2 separate regions of the Mus musculus genome follow, and region 1 is linked to region 2. The links are chromatin contacts, called in public HiChIP or PLAC-seq maps. All regions are on one chromosome and are shown on one strand. Each heading gives the region's core, a stretch centred on a gene start, on an enhancer-like site or on the middle of the called end of the contact. The rest is flanking DNA. Distances are from core to core; before and after follow the strand shown.

Evidence for each region. HiChIP or PLAC-seq counts read pairs in DNA pulled down with a chosen protein or histone mark.
Region 1: a contact with region 2 is called in an HNF4G HiChIP or PLAC-seq map of pancreatic cancer cells. The contact joins two enhancer-like sites. A contact is called at or near these places in 1 of 39 promoter capture datasets (cranial neural crest), 2 of 115 datasets of contacts at active chromatin or transcription factors (epiblast stem cells and pancreatic cancer cells) and 1 of 9 other capture datasets (embryonic stem cells).

Annotation. Positions count from the first base shown.
Region 1 is chr15:63,481,070-63,487,309 of GRCm38.p6, reverse strand. It overlaps Gm25702 (a small nuclear RNA gene), which reads left to right and starts at 6,034; the gene lies at 6,034-6,096. Within about 2 kb of position 2,904, at least 39 of the 459 cell types and tissues checked have an H3K27ac peak or open chromatin away from gene starts, as enhancers often do. A contact at or near this core is called in pancreatic cancer cells, where this site is marked.
Region 2 is chr15:61,531,017-61,537,664 of GRCm38.p6, reverse strand. No RefSeq gene overlaps it. Among named protein-coding and RNA genes, the nearest start is that of Gm24696, 180 kb to the right of the region's middle. Within about 2 kb of position 4,729, at least 64 of the 459 cell types and tissues checked have an H3K27ac peak or open chromatin away from gene starts, as enhancers often do. A contact at or near this core is called in pancreatic cancer cells, where this site is marked.

The DNA.
Region 1 (6,240 bases), core at 1,655-4,154, 2.0 Mb before region 2:
TAGCCCAGGTATTCTCACGTGCTAATAGAAGAACAAAGATGGTCTTTATTTGTATATACAGATAACAGATAAAAGTCAGATCTCATAAACATCTCTCAATTAGAAAACCCTCTTATCCAGAGAAAAGGTGAATGGGAGAGAGAAAATATAATTGCTAACTATCTACCTTGACTATCACTGACCTAAGTCTGAGACAAGAAAGCTAAAAGATTTGCAGTGCTTGGGTGCTATAATTCTAATAACTACCCACATAATCACAGTTGCATACTAACCTTCTGTGGGGACAGTGCACCAGTACTGAATTTGTGGCACAGAGAAGTCACTAAGTTAGACAAGTGTAAATTGAAATAAATAACCCACTAAATATTAAATCAGAACAACCTTAATGATTAAAAAACAATTTATTTATTTATTTATTTATTTATTTATTTATTTATGTGTCTGTATATGTACATGTATATGTTTGTTTGTTTATGTGTCTGTATATGTACATGTACATGCTGTTTGCTATGTAACATTTGTGGAGGTCAGAGGACAACTGCCTTGAGTCATTTTCTTCTTTGACCCACGTGCATCCTAAGATCAAACCTAAGTAGCCAGACTCAGTGGCAAGTGCTTTTACCCATTCAACCACCTTGCTACCTCTCTGGCTAAAATTTTTATAAAGAGGATTATATTCCGTTGCGGTTACAAAGTATCAACAAAAATCAACTTCGTGGAGCAAAGGGAATATTTTAGTTCACAATTCCTATCGTCCATCAATATGGTGAGGTTAAGTCAGGAACTTCAAACAGCTGTGCCCAACACATCTACAGTCAAGGACAGAGAGAAAGGAACGAACAGTTGTCTCCCTGCTTGCCTTCTCTGTGTTTTGCATCGTTCAGGGCCTGCTGCCTAGGGATGGAAGTCCTAAAATGGTCTCGGTCTTCTCCCACATCAGTTAAATTAATTAAGATAATACTTCATAGACATGTTCATAGGCCAACCTGATGGAGACAATCGTTCATTGAGGTCTTCTTTCCAAATGGTTCTTGGTTGTGTCAGGTTGAGAATGTAAAGGAACCTTCACTGAGATAAATGTCATCACCTTCACGTAGTGTGACTGAAAGAAAAAACAAACACATTCAGAGAGAGGAGGAAAGTACAAATCTGCAAGAAACCTTGAGTCACTGAAAGAGAATGCCTGTCAATGAATGAATTTCATTCAAGGTAACCTCTGGCATGGACAAAGAAGGAATCTGCCGAGAAATTTAAGTGCCTCAGGATTTTTGACTTCCCATGCCCATTTTAGACTCACTCTTTATGCTTGGTATTCAGCAAAGAAACCTTTATTAAAAATCATTTGATAAGATGGGTCATCTGCTTTTAAGTCTCCATAGTAGCTGGCTGGGCAGGAAAGATGTTAAAGTTGTATGTCAGAGAAAGAGAAAAAGAGAGAGAGAGAGAGAGAGAGAGAGAGAGAGAGAGAGAGAGAGAGAGACAGAGACAGAGACAGAGAGACAGAAAGACAGAAACAGACACAAGAGAGACAGAGAGAGACACAAGAGAGACAAAGAGAGATAGAGAGAAAGAGACATGGAGAAACAGAAAGAGACAGAGAGACAGGTAGGGAGATAGACAGACAGGTAGAGAGACAGAGATAGACAGGAACATAGACTGAGACACAGAGACAGCCAGAGTCAGAGAACAGAGGGACAGAGACAGAGAGAGCTAGAGATAGAGAAATTAGAAGATAACAATTTTATATTCCTGAATGGGACACACTATTCCTTCTTCATCATCCCTTTCTCCAGTTCATTCAGTTACCAGATATTCAACCACTTACTCAAGTCATAAATGTCAATTTCTGGTCTAAATATGGGTATTTGTTGATTTGTTCAATTTGGGGTGGTAAAGAAGGTTCTTTTAAAAAAATAGCCATGTTGAGAGGTAGCTAACTTACTAAGACAAACACTTAAAGAACACAACCCAATAGTTTTATTATATTCACAGAGTCATACAGCCATTTCTAGAGTATTTTTATCATCTCCTCAAACAGACCCCACTTTCATCAGTAATCATGCCTCACATGATTATGCAGTAGCCCTCTACAAAGCTTGTTGAAATCTCTGGGAAGTAAATGCTCTAGGATTGGACACCTCAGTGAGCTACGCAATATGTAAACTATTATGAGCGAAACATTTTCCAGGCGCTAGCAATAGGGGGAGAACCACAAGAGATGGCCAACCAATCTCATCTCTCTGGGAACTGATGTTGTATGCTGGAGTAGACAGATGGATTCCACGTGAAAAACAAAGTCCAGGAAAAAAAAACAAAACAAAACAAAAAAAAAAAAAACCTCTTGTTAGTGACAGAGTGAGCCAGGCTTTCTGCCACGTTACTAGTAAGTTGGGGATTGACATGTGTGTGATTTCAAAGCCTGTGTTTGCTAAAGGAGAACCTGACATTAAAATCTCAGCTGAATAAAACTTCTGGATGCTTTACTATAGCCAGCTGTGCATATCTCTGGATTTGTTGCCTTCCTAGCCAGCTGCCTTCTAAGAGTTTTCATGGTGTTTCCAAAGAAAATGTAAAGTAAACAACTCAAGGATCCTTGGTTATCAGCAGCCAATGCAAAGGCTTTTCTGCCCTGGATACCGTCAGCTTAACCAATAGTATCTTTGTTAGCAGAATTATGGGGGTGGGAGTTGGGAGAGAAGAGTCAAAGGGTAATTAAAGTGACTTACATTTCTCTTTCTTCCTGCTATAATCCTGAGGATTTGAGTTCTTCAACAAATCAAATTCAGTTTGAGTTTTAACCTTCTTACATGAAAAGCCAGGTTTAAAAATAGCCTTTCATGCCCCGGTGACTGTAAACAAACATTGGTGTGTGGAGTCGACTGAAGGGCAGCAGACATTACATAGCCCTGCAGGAATGTGGAATTTAATATAAATGGAGTGACTCTCCTACATATGTTCAGTGTCTTTGCTCTGTATTGCCGGCAGAGTTCTTTGGGGGAAGGGAGAAGAATCATCATTAAATGTTGGAGCTGAAAAGAACTTTAGAAATCATGGAGACTTTGTTGCTACATTTCTGAAGTGGAGTGACCAAGAACCGGATAGTGCTAGTGAACTAGTTTTAGTGAGAGCCAGAAACTGGGGCAGAATCAGCTCCTCCCCTATTTCTTTGAGGCCTCCGTGGTCCGATATCAACAGAATACTTGACCAATATATACTATGATATTTAAAAAACAGGGACCATCCATTCATATATCTGTGAATAGACTCCCGATTGCCATGGATATGGGATATGTCTATTTGCTGGGTTTGGGATCTTGGAGAGCTACTTTACACTGTCTGGTAAATTACAACAAAGTAGTCAATTTAACTTTTGAGAAACAAGTGTAGATCTTCTATGTTGAGTTGTTGGGACAGCCTCGTGCAATAAGTAAATAAATGTTTCAGATCTTAGTTGATATTTAAGTTGTATACACTTTCTTTTCTTTTTACCGCCTCCTTTCTCTTCAGAATGTTTCCACATTCCTTTGAGGTTTTAAAGACATTGGTGGAAAACTACCATTTCTCTGTACAACTGTAGGAGTTACTTTCCTCTTGCTGTGATAAAACACCATGATCAAGGTAAGTTATAGAAGAAAGAGTTTATTGTACTTTCTGTTCCAGAGAGGTAAGAGTCTAGGATGGCAGAGTGGAAGGATGGAAGCTGGATCAGGAAGTTCAGAGCTTACATCAGTAAAAGAAAGCACAAGCAAAAAGAAAGCAATGGCACATGGCATGGGCTTTTAAACCCCTTATACCTACCTCCAATGACATACTTCCTCCAACAAGTCTATACCTCTTAAACTTGCCCACAAAACACCACCAAATGGAGACCATGATTCTTTGCGGGGACATTCTCATCTAAATTCTGATATGGTCCAAGGTGATCATTATGGTAATTACAGCTGTTCCCATTTACTGAATGCCTTACTATATTTGAGACACTTTGTGAACATTGACTCTTATTTTCATGGAAATCTTATTATTATCCTTTCCTTGTTAGGGCTGAATAAAAGCAAGTTCAGAAGGGATGACTAATTTGAGGACCTCACGCCACATGTCTTTAAAGCCTGTGCTCACCTCTATTCTTATGTCACCTCACTGGGTATGATGACAAACATACCTTTTAGTGCTCACCATAAAGTCTTGAGAAAATAATGAGCATGGAAATACCAAATGAAACAAAATCTACTTGGGATTCTTAAACCATGGGTATAAGGAAAGAAAGGTAGACATATTCAGATAGCATAAAGAGCTATCACGAACAGAGTATAGATACAGTTTAAGTGCTAGAAATAAAAATGGACTGATTTTGGAGTTGTAGAGCAATATTCAAGTCACAACTTTGCCATGTCTGCCATGTAGCATTGAGAAGGCTTGGAGACTTCTTTCTGTACCCTTCACCTGGATGAGATCAGCAGTAAACAACAGAGATAATAAAAGGTAGGAGCTGTCAAATGAGTATTGTTGAAAGGTGATGAGTTCAACATTCACTAGCACTAATTCATTAATAATAGCATTAATTAGTTCATTCTCCTTTCAATGACTAGGTGGAATAGAAGCACTTCAGAGTCTCCCATGTATGACCAAGTCTTGATTTGACTACTGCCTACACCTGTTAAAAACAGGTGATATACTGATACTGCACAATAAAACAAAATCTACTTGTGATACTGATAAAGGTAGAAAGGGTAAAAATATGCCGGTAGCAAAAAAAGCAAAACAAAAGAAAAACCTATCATTAGCAGAGTATAGATGCAGCTTAAGTCAAGAGGAAAAATTTCAGGCTTTTCTGTAAGTGCTCATTACACTAAAGGTTGTATATTTATAATTACCACCAAGAACATTAACACACACACACATATATATATATACTCATTCTGTCAGTTGTTTGTGGAGAAATTTGCCAATAAAAATGTTACCATTATATTTATTTTTGTTACTTTACTCAATTGTGAGTCAGGAAATGGACCAAGACAATCCTGTCGAAGTCATCCCACCTTTCTACTAGATGCCTTGCCTAATACCTGTTTGAAAGGTAGCGACTAAATAATAATGATGGCTTAAGGCACACGGTCATTATGTAGTAGATATTGTGTTCAGAGTTCATATTAATACTCATATTTAATTCTGACGGTATCCTTTATTTGCTTGTTTGAGATAGTGCTGTGTCTTGCATGCCCATGCAGAAGGGATAGAGTGGTACCGTTCCTACCCCTGAAGCAGAGTTAGCAGGCTGTGGGTCTCCATGTGTGTTGGTGGTTGCTAAGAATAAGGCTTGTTTGTATAGTTTACTTTATGTCCCACCTTTGGGGGAATGTCTTCTTTGCCAAGGTTTATGACTTAATGATAATCAGAGACAGCATGAATCTGGGAGGTGAGGGTGTGTCTAATGTCCTTAGCAAGATGGTAAATGATGTGATCTTCAGCACAGCCTTCAAGGCTGTGGGAAAGAACTCGGAAAACATGCATTTAAGAAAGTCTAATTTCTCAATTACGCAAAATATAAGAATGAAATATGAATTATATAAGGGGCTTCATAGATCTAAAAGAACAGAGGCAGCTGCACTATGAGTCAGCTAGTCAGAAAGATACTAAAAAAGGAGGTGAAAAGATTTAGGGGATGGTGATCTTGGGGCAAGATGCCACCCAGGTAAGTTTATTGTTTGTGCTTACAAAGGCAGGCAGATTTCTGAGTTCAAGGTCAGCCTGGGACACAGTGAGTTTAGTCCCAGGCCTGGTGGGAATAGAAATATCAGTGTTAGATCCTGCCCAGCTAGCTTATTTTCTGTGCTTACAAAGGGAGGCAGATCTCTGAATTTGTTGCCAATTTTTAAAAAGTACTTGCTGTCTTCTAAGAATTAAGGGGCTAAGATCATATAATGCTGATTTATGGGATAATAAAACAGTAACCTGGATAAATGATTGAATTGATATGTAAATAAAAGACTGGGCTTTGGTCTGCAAGAGAGAGCTACCCAGAGAGAGCTGCTTGGAGAGTGAACACAGCTCTTTTAGAATGTTTCTAGCAGGATTTCTGACTCTAGTTGGAAAATCTAAGATTTTTTTTTTCCTAGCAGCTTTTCTGTCTTTGGTCACAAAACCCATGAGCTTTTAGAATTTTTTACAAGATTATTTATACCTTTTGTAGATGAAGAAACTAAAAAATAGAGAGATCAAGTTATGATATGTCAGGGAGCCCAT
Region 2 (6,648 bases), core at 3,480-5,979:
AGAACTGACTAGTATTGCTTCTACTCTCTTTTACTCACCAAAGTAAGTGAAGTAGCCACTCCAGATTCAACAAGACAAAAGGTACACTTTGGTGAGCAGAGTGATGTATGTCCACATAAGAAAGGGAGGAACTGATGGTATCATTTTCAGAGACTTTTTATATTATCTTTCAGTTTGGTTAAGACCAGTAATCTATAAGCCTTACCTCTGAAAATTATTGATCCTTGCACAGAACAAAAGTGATCGCAATGCCCATTTGGACCATGTGAGTGTCTGAGACCACTGATTATTGGTATACAAAATTTGAAAACTTTTGGGATTCTTGTTTGTTTGTTTGTTTGTTTGTTTGTTTCAAATACTGATAAGAAGTGGCTTGGTTTACCAATTCTAATATGAAGAAGTACAGGCCATTGCTCTATGTTTGTGTTACACGTCTATAAAACCTAAGGAAGCCTAGGAGGGAAAAATATGATCAAGTGGGCAGAACATGGGCACAGAATGGCTTACACTCCTCTAACTGCTGAAGATGCTGCTCTAAGTTCTCTGAGGTGATGGTTTGCCTTGAGAGAAGTCCATATGATACCATGTTTTTCTAGAGTGTTCTGATTCTCAGGGTGATGGTGTATGCAGATAATGGCTGGCTCCTTTAATGTATGCATTATATGAACTTTGTGCTACTAAGCAACATTACTTTTTTTTTTTAAGTGCTATCTTCACAGAAGCATTTAGTCTCCTAAGAACAACAACAAAAAATCGTTTCAGAAATTTATGAGGGAAGGAGAGAAGAACAAACAACTTAGTATTATTTAATGAGCATGGGTTATGAGTAAAAATATGAAAGTGAATGTATTAAATGAAATTCCCAAAAGACTTTCTCTGATATTGCTAAGTTGCGTGCATGCATGTGTGTGTGTGTGTGTGTGTGTGTGCACCTTCATTTTCCAGAACACTGATTCCATATCCTTAGAAGGGTCACAGCTGCTGCTGGCATGTTTCGAGAGGGAGCCTTGAGGACGCCCCAGTGCTTTAAGCTAGGGAACAGCAGAGATTGAATCTGAAGTCACCATCAGAGAGAGAAAAAGAACAGGTTACAAAAGATGGGCAAGGTGCCTGGAACTTCATGCCTGTGTTGTCTCCTTTGTGTAAAAGGGGAAATCCAAGAATCCATGCCTACCTCTGATATACCAGTGCATCCTTGGCTTATTGGAGTAAAGCTAAGAGAACAATGACTACATTATTTCATAAGCTACCCTTTGATCCAGTTTGGAACTAGTATTTGTTTTATTCCACTTTGTACTGCCTTAATGGAATGCCTGCAACTGGGTAATTGTAGTTGACAGAGACTCATTTCTTAAACTTCTGTAAGCAGGGAAGTCCAAGGTCACGGAGCCATATGGTAAGGGTCTGCTTGCTGTATCATACCGTGGCAGAAGCCAAAAGCCCATGCAAAAGTACAAACACGTGAGGGAGCAAACTCAGCCTTCCCCTAGGAACCCCTCCCTGAATGACTAACTGACTCTTGCAATAAGGGCATTAATCCATTCACGAGGCAGAGACTCATGAGCTGTACACAAAGCTGTTCTATTTCTCACATACAAATTTCTCAAGCTCAAGCAGTGCTGTTATTCTTTTCTATCTCTAGATGTTATCTTATATCTTTAGAGCCTCTTTCAAATGCACAGGTCAGTGATCAACAATACAGAGGAACCCTGAGGTTCTTGTCTGGAAGTGCTGTAAATAGCAATTAGGATAACGTTTTTCCACACCCAACATTGCATTCTTGGGAGAGGGACATAGATAGCTTAGAGGGCAGGAAGGAAAAACACTAGAATGGGTCATTGTCTACTGTGTAGGAGCTGCTCTGCTGGGTCTTTACAGTGTATATCTCTTTATACATTTTTATAACTCTGCAGTGTGTGTGAAATGACTGCTACTTCATGACTGCACAGCAAAGCTTAGAGACTGAATCAACTAAGAACGGAAGAATTAAAAATCCACAGCATCTAGTCAGAGCCTGTTATGTAAGAGTAAGGTAAACAATTCAAAAAGACACGTCAGAGGGTTTTCTGCCCCCAATAGAAGATCATCCTATCCATGTAAGAAAAAACTATATAGCTGCCTGAATCAGAATGTGACAGAAAAACAGAAAAACAAACAAACAAAAAAGTGACAGAAGAATCTGGCAAAAGAATTTTAAGGGGTGTAACGTCAGTGATTTCAATAAGCTTGCCTGGGACTGAGGAGGCAGCTCAGTGGTTAAAGCATTTGTCAAGCAGGTTTGAGCCGCTGAATGCTAATCCCCTGAATCCATGTGGAGCTGGGGATGGTAACGTGCTTTGTATAATACCATTGTTGCCTCAATGAAATAAGAGAAGGAGACATCAGAATCATCGTAGGTTTGCACGCACACCCAGGGGTGAAAGACAGGCAAACCGTCTCAAACCAAGAGGAAGGGAAGGGTAACATTTGAGGTTGTCCTCTGAGCTCCACAAGCATCCTGTCGCTCCTGCAGCCTCACAAACATGAATATGTATATACCCATATGTAAGTATTAAGCATGCACACATAAACAAACATGTACACAACAAACAAATAGATACATTTTCTTAATATGTGAAAAACATTTAGACAGATGATATTTTTCGCTTTTATCCAACAGACAACTGTAAATGCTAGTTTTTGGTCCAAAGCAAAGCAAAAACAACTATATGAAAAATTCTCCTAAGTGAAAAATTATAATGTTATTATTTTCTGAAAACCCAGAAAACTAGACATCCAATAAATGAAGTAAGCAGGATTTTTTTTTCAAGTTGACTATTGGAAAAATGGAGAAATCATAAGTTAAAAATAGAAATTAAATCTAGGAATTAGTGGAAAGATAATTATTTGTCATCAGAATCCACTGATTACAAATGTATAGCATATTGTGAGGAACATATTGTGTAAATTGTCTTTATTGTTTTTTTCTATGAATAAATATTATGTTTGGAATTTTTTGAGATTGTAATACAATTATAACATTTCTCCTTCCAAATCCTCACTCTCCTTTAAATTCATGACCTCTTTTTTCCTTAATTGTTGTTGCATGCAGGTATGTATGCATATATACATATACATATTCCTAAATATACATATACAGATATATAAATATACACATATACATACCCACATAAACATTTATACATATACACATATATGCATAAATATTCCTAAATATAACCTCTTCAGACTATATAATGTTCCTTTTACTTATGCTTTTAAGGTTGATCAGTTGGTGTTGGATAACCAATTAGTGTGTTCTTCCCTGAGAAAGATCATCTCTCCCACTCCTAGCTTTGCTCACTTATCAATAGTTCCTTGTTTAGGGCAGAGACCTCAGGGACTCCATCCACTTTGAAAGTCCATTGCTATCATCTTTGTCCATCCTTGTTCATTTCACATTGGACAGTCAGGTTGGTTAGATCTTTTGAGTGTAGCTTCTGATGTTGCTAGGAGATAGCACCTCACAGCCAATAAGGGAGTGATTCCAGTTCAGATGTGGGGAGCAAACTCAGAAAGCAAAGCAGGGGACATAGAGAACAGTTACACACAAAGGACGAATGTCCTGACACAGGAAGTGGCACAGTAGAAATAGTACGAGTGAAAAAAATGTCTCTTCAAAAAGACTGTTAAATAAAATTAATGATGGTGATCTGGCTGGAAGGAGACAATGCTGTTCTACAAGAGAAGAATGGAACCTCTTTCATTTAAGCACTGCCTGCCTATGTTTCTGAGTGCCATCTGATACACTACCAGTGTGAAATGGTTCCAAAGAGCAACCACCAAATCTATTCAGGACATTGATAGATTAATAGATTAATAGAAACTATCTAAGATATTACATAAAAGTTTTTCATATTCTGAGATGCAGAAATTATTAGGAGTAAAGATGGCCTGCATGCTTTTTTTTTTAATCTGACCACAAAGCAGTTAATGTGTGGTTAGCTCTGAGGTCTCACATCTGAGCTATTGTTGAGACAAGTTAATTTCTCCTGTTTCTAGAACATTCCTGTAAGTTCTTCTTCAGTCTCAAATACAGGGCAAAATGAAAGCCAAACAAAACAACAAACAAACAACAACAAAACCAAAAACCTAAAACAAAGAAAATCAGTTTCTCGTCTTGAAGAAGAAGCCAGCACTGAACTCTACAGGGTTCAGTGAATCTATGTGTATCAGACACAGCTGAACATAAATTATCTATTAACTTTTGATATAATCCTGATTTTTCCAACGGTGTGATAACTCACAGCAGTCCTCTACTACATTGCCAGAATCACACAGCCAATAAACATCAGAACAGGATATAACCCCAGCCCATCTATCTGAGCCACCCATGCATTTAAAGAGCCTGCCTCATCATGTCCTAACACAGGACAAGCATGCTGCCTCTTCTGTATGTCCTTTTTCCATGTCCCACCTTCACATTCAGTGCTGGCCCAGAACTTGTGGTATTACATTAAGATACGGCCAGGAAGGGTCATAGGTGAGAGAAGAGCAATCCCACACCTACCCGTTTCTACAGCTGCACTGTTTCTTCCTTCAGATGAAGTTCGTGCTGTTATATAAAAGGAATGTTACCCAAATGCCTCCAGCATGAGTTTCCTTTTAAAGGAGAAATAGAAGAATGAGGCGTTTGGTTTTCCTTTGTTTGCCTGTAGCACCTATGTTAAGAATTTGTCCTTAAACCATGACTCACTCATTCTTGGAGCGAAGTACAAGGAAGTGAACAGATATAATACTTCTGTGAGATGTGGGCTTGAGCTTGTGTGGGAAAGATTGAACTGGGACCGTTAAGGCAACGTTTCATTCAAAACCCACCAATCCACCCCACCCTGCCCCTTCCCCAACAGTTCCCAACATGACTGTTGTTCCAGAAGGCCCATTTTCGGTCTTGCATGACTATCAAATATTCAGACAAGTGATATCTAGTTCCTTTGTATGTGGTTGCTTGCTGGATTGTTAAGGTTTATAATTATTAACTGAATCATTGGCTAGTTGTTCAGTAGGCAGTTGGATTGGGAATAGTTATTTACAGAACAAAAGCAGATGGCAGGACAAGTAGTTTAGATAGAGTGCAGGGTATATAAGCTTGAAAAGTATTGAGTTTTTGCAGATGGCATGGCATTAAGCTTTCAACTTAACCCACTGCATTTTAATTCCCTCGCTCTATAAGTGCATATGCTACCGGTAGAAAAGATCCTGTTAGAATACCAAGATCCCAGTTCTCAGTATATCAAGAACCATTCTAGAAAGTGACCCATTTGGGCAACTCCTAGCCCCCGACCTCTTCATCGCCAGCAATGTGGCTGCCTAGAAACTTCTCAGTGTAATTCACTGGCAACAGGGAGTTCCATGAATACCAGTGAGTCATCCTGCTGGCTACTGTGATCCACAAGTGGGATGCCTAGGTGCTCAGGATGTTTGCTTTGGAAGGAACTCACCCAAAGAATTTCTTTCCTTTGCATGAGACAATGAAGAGTGGGAAGTCACTCTGGGTGTGATTGTTTATCTCTCTTCTTTTATATCCATTGTTTAATTCCTGTGAAAATGCAAGTCCTGAAGCAATGAAAATTTAAGAATTTAGGAGGACCCTATAGAGAACAAAAATTTCAGTTGCCTGTGCTTATCCACTCATGAGGTCCTAATGTTCATTAAAAAACAAAAAAACAAACAAAAAAAAAACAAAGAAAGAAAGAAAAGAGAAGAGAAGAGAAAAGAAGAGAAGAGAAGAAAAGAAAAAGGCATCCTGAACTTCCTGCAAATTCTTGGCTTACACTGGAAATCAGTGTTATCACCCAATAGTGCCTGGTTATCAAAATGATACAACCCATGAATACTTCAATACCCTCCTGATTTCTGAATCAAGACTCAACAATACCACTCCCACTTGCACCACCGTCACGACCACCATCAGTACTACCACCACAAAAACCTATCACCAAGTAACATGTAAGTACCAAGTAACACAATAGCCAAAGGGAAATAGTTCAGACACAATTCTTTTATGTAGCAAAATGATTGGTGTGTCTTACTCTGTGGCTCAAGACTATCAGGGAAGTAAACTAATACTGATGTAATTCTCCCTCATTTCATTCATCGCCACAGACTGGGCAATCTCCCATGGCCAGCTGAATTCAAGCTTAGGAAACCGAGAGGCCCAGGTAGACTGCACTTTTTCTTACTCATATCCATTTGACATGTAAAAAGCATTCCCTTAAGGACTCTTGAAAATGGGCCTTCAACATCTTCTTGCCTGGAACTGAGTAAGATGGCTTTTCCTCGTGGTTGAGGAAGGCTGCAGAATGAGAATCCAGAATCTGCAGCCTTTTCTATGGAACATCGAAAAGGGAAGAAAGGCACGGTTGTAAACTGCCAGCTAGTATGATATCAAACCTGCTTCTTACCAGAGACACGGAGTTGCCTTAAACAAACAAACAAAACAACAGCACCTGCTGAGAACTCCTTGGAGAATTTACCATTGTCTTCATAACACCCAGTTGCTGCTGTTGAACAGATTTTATGACAAATCAAACATATAGAACAAAGGTTATGAAAAGCAAAACCTTGATTTGTTTCTGAATACCTGTCTGCTCCTGGATATTAAGATGT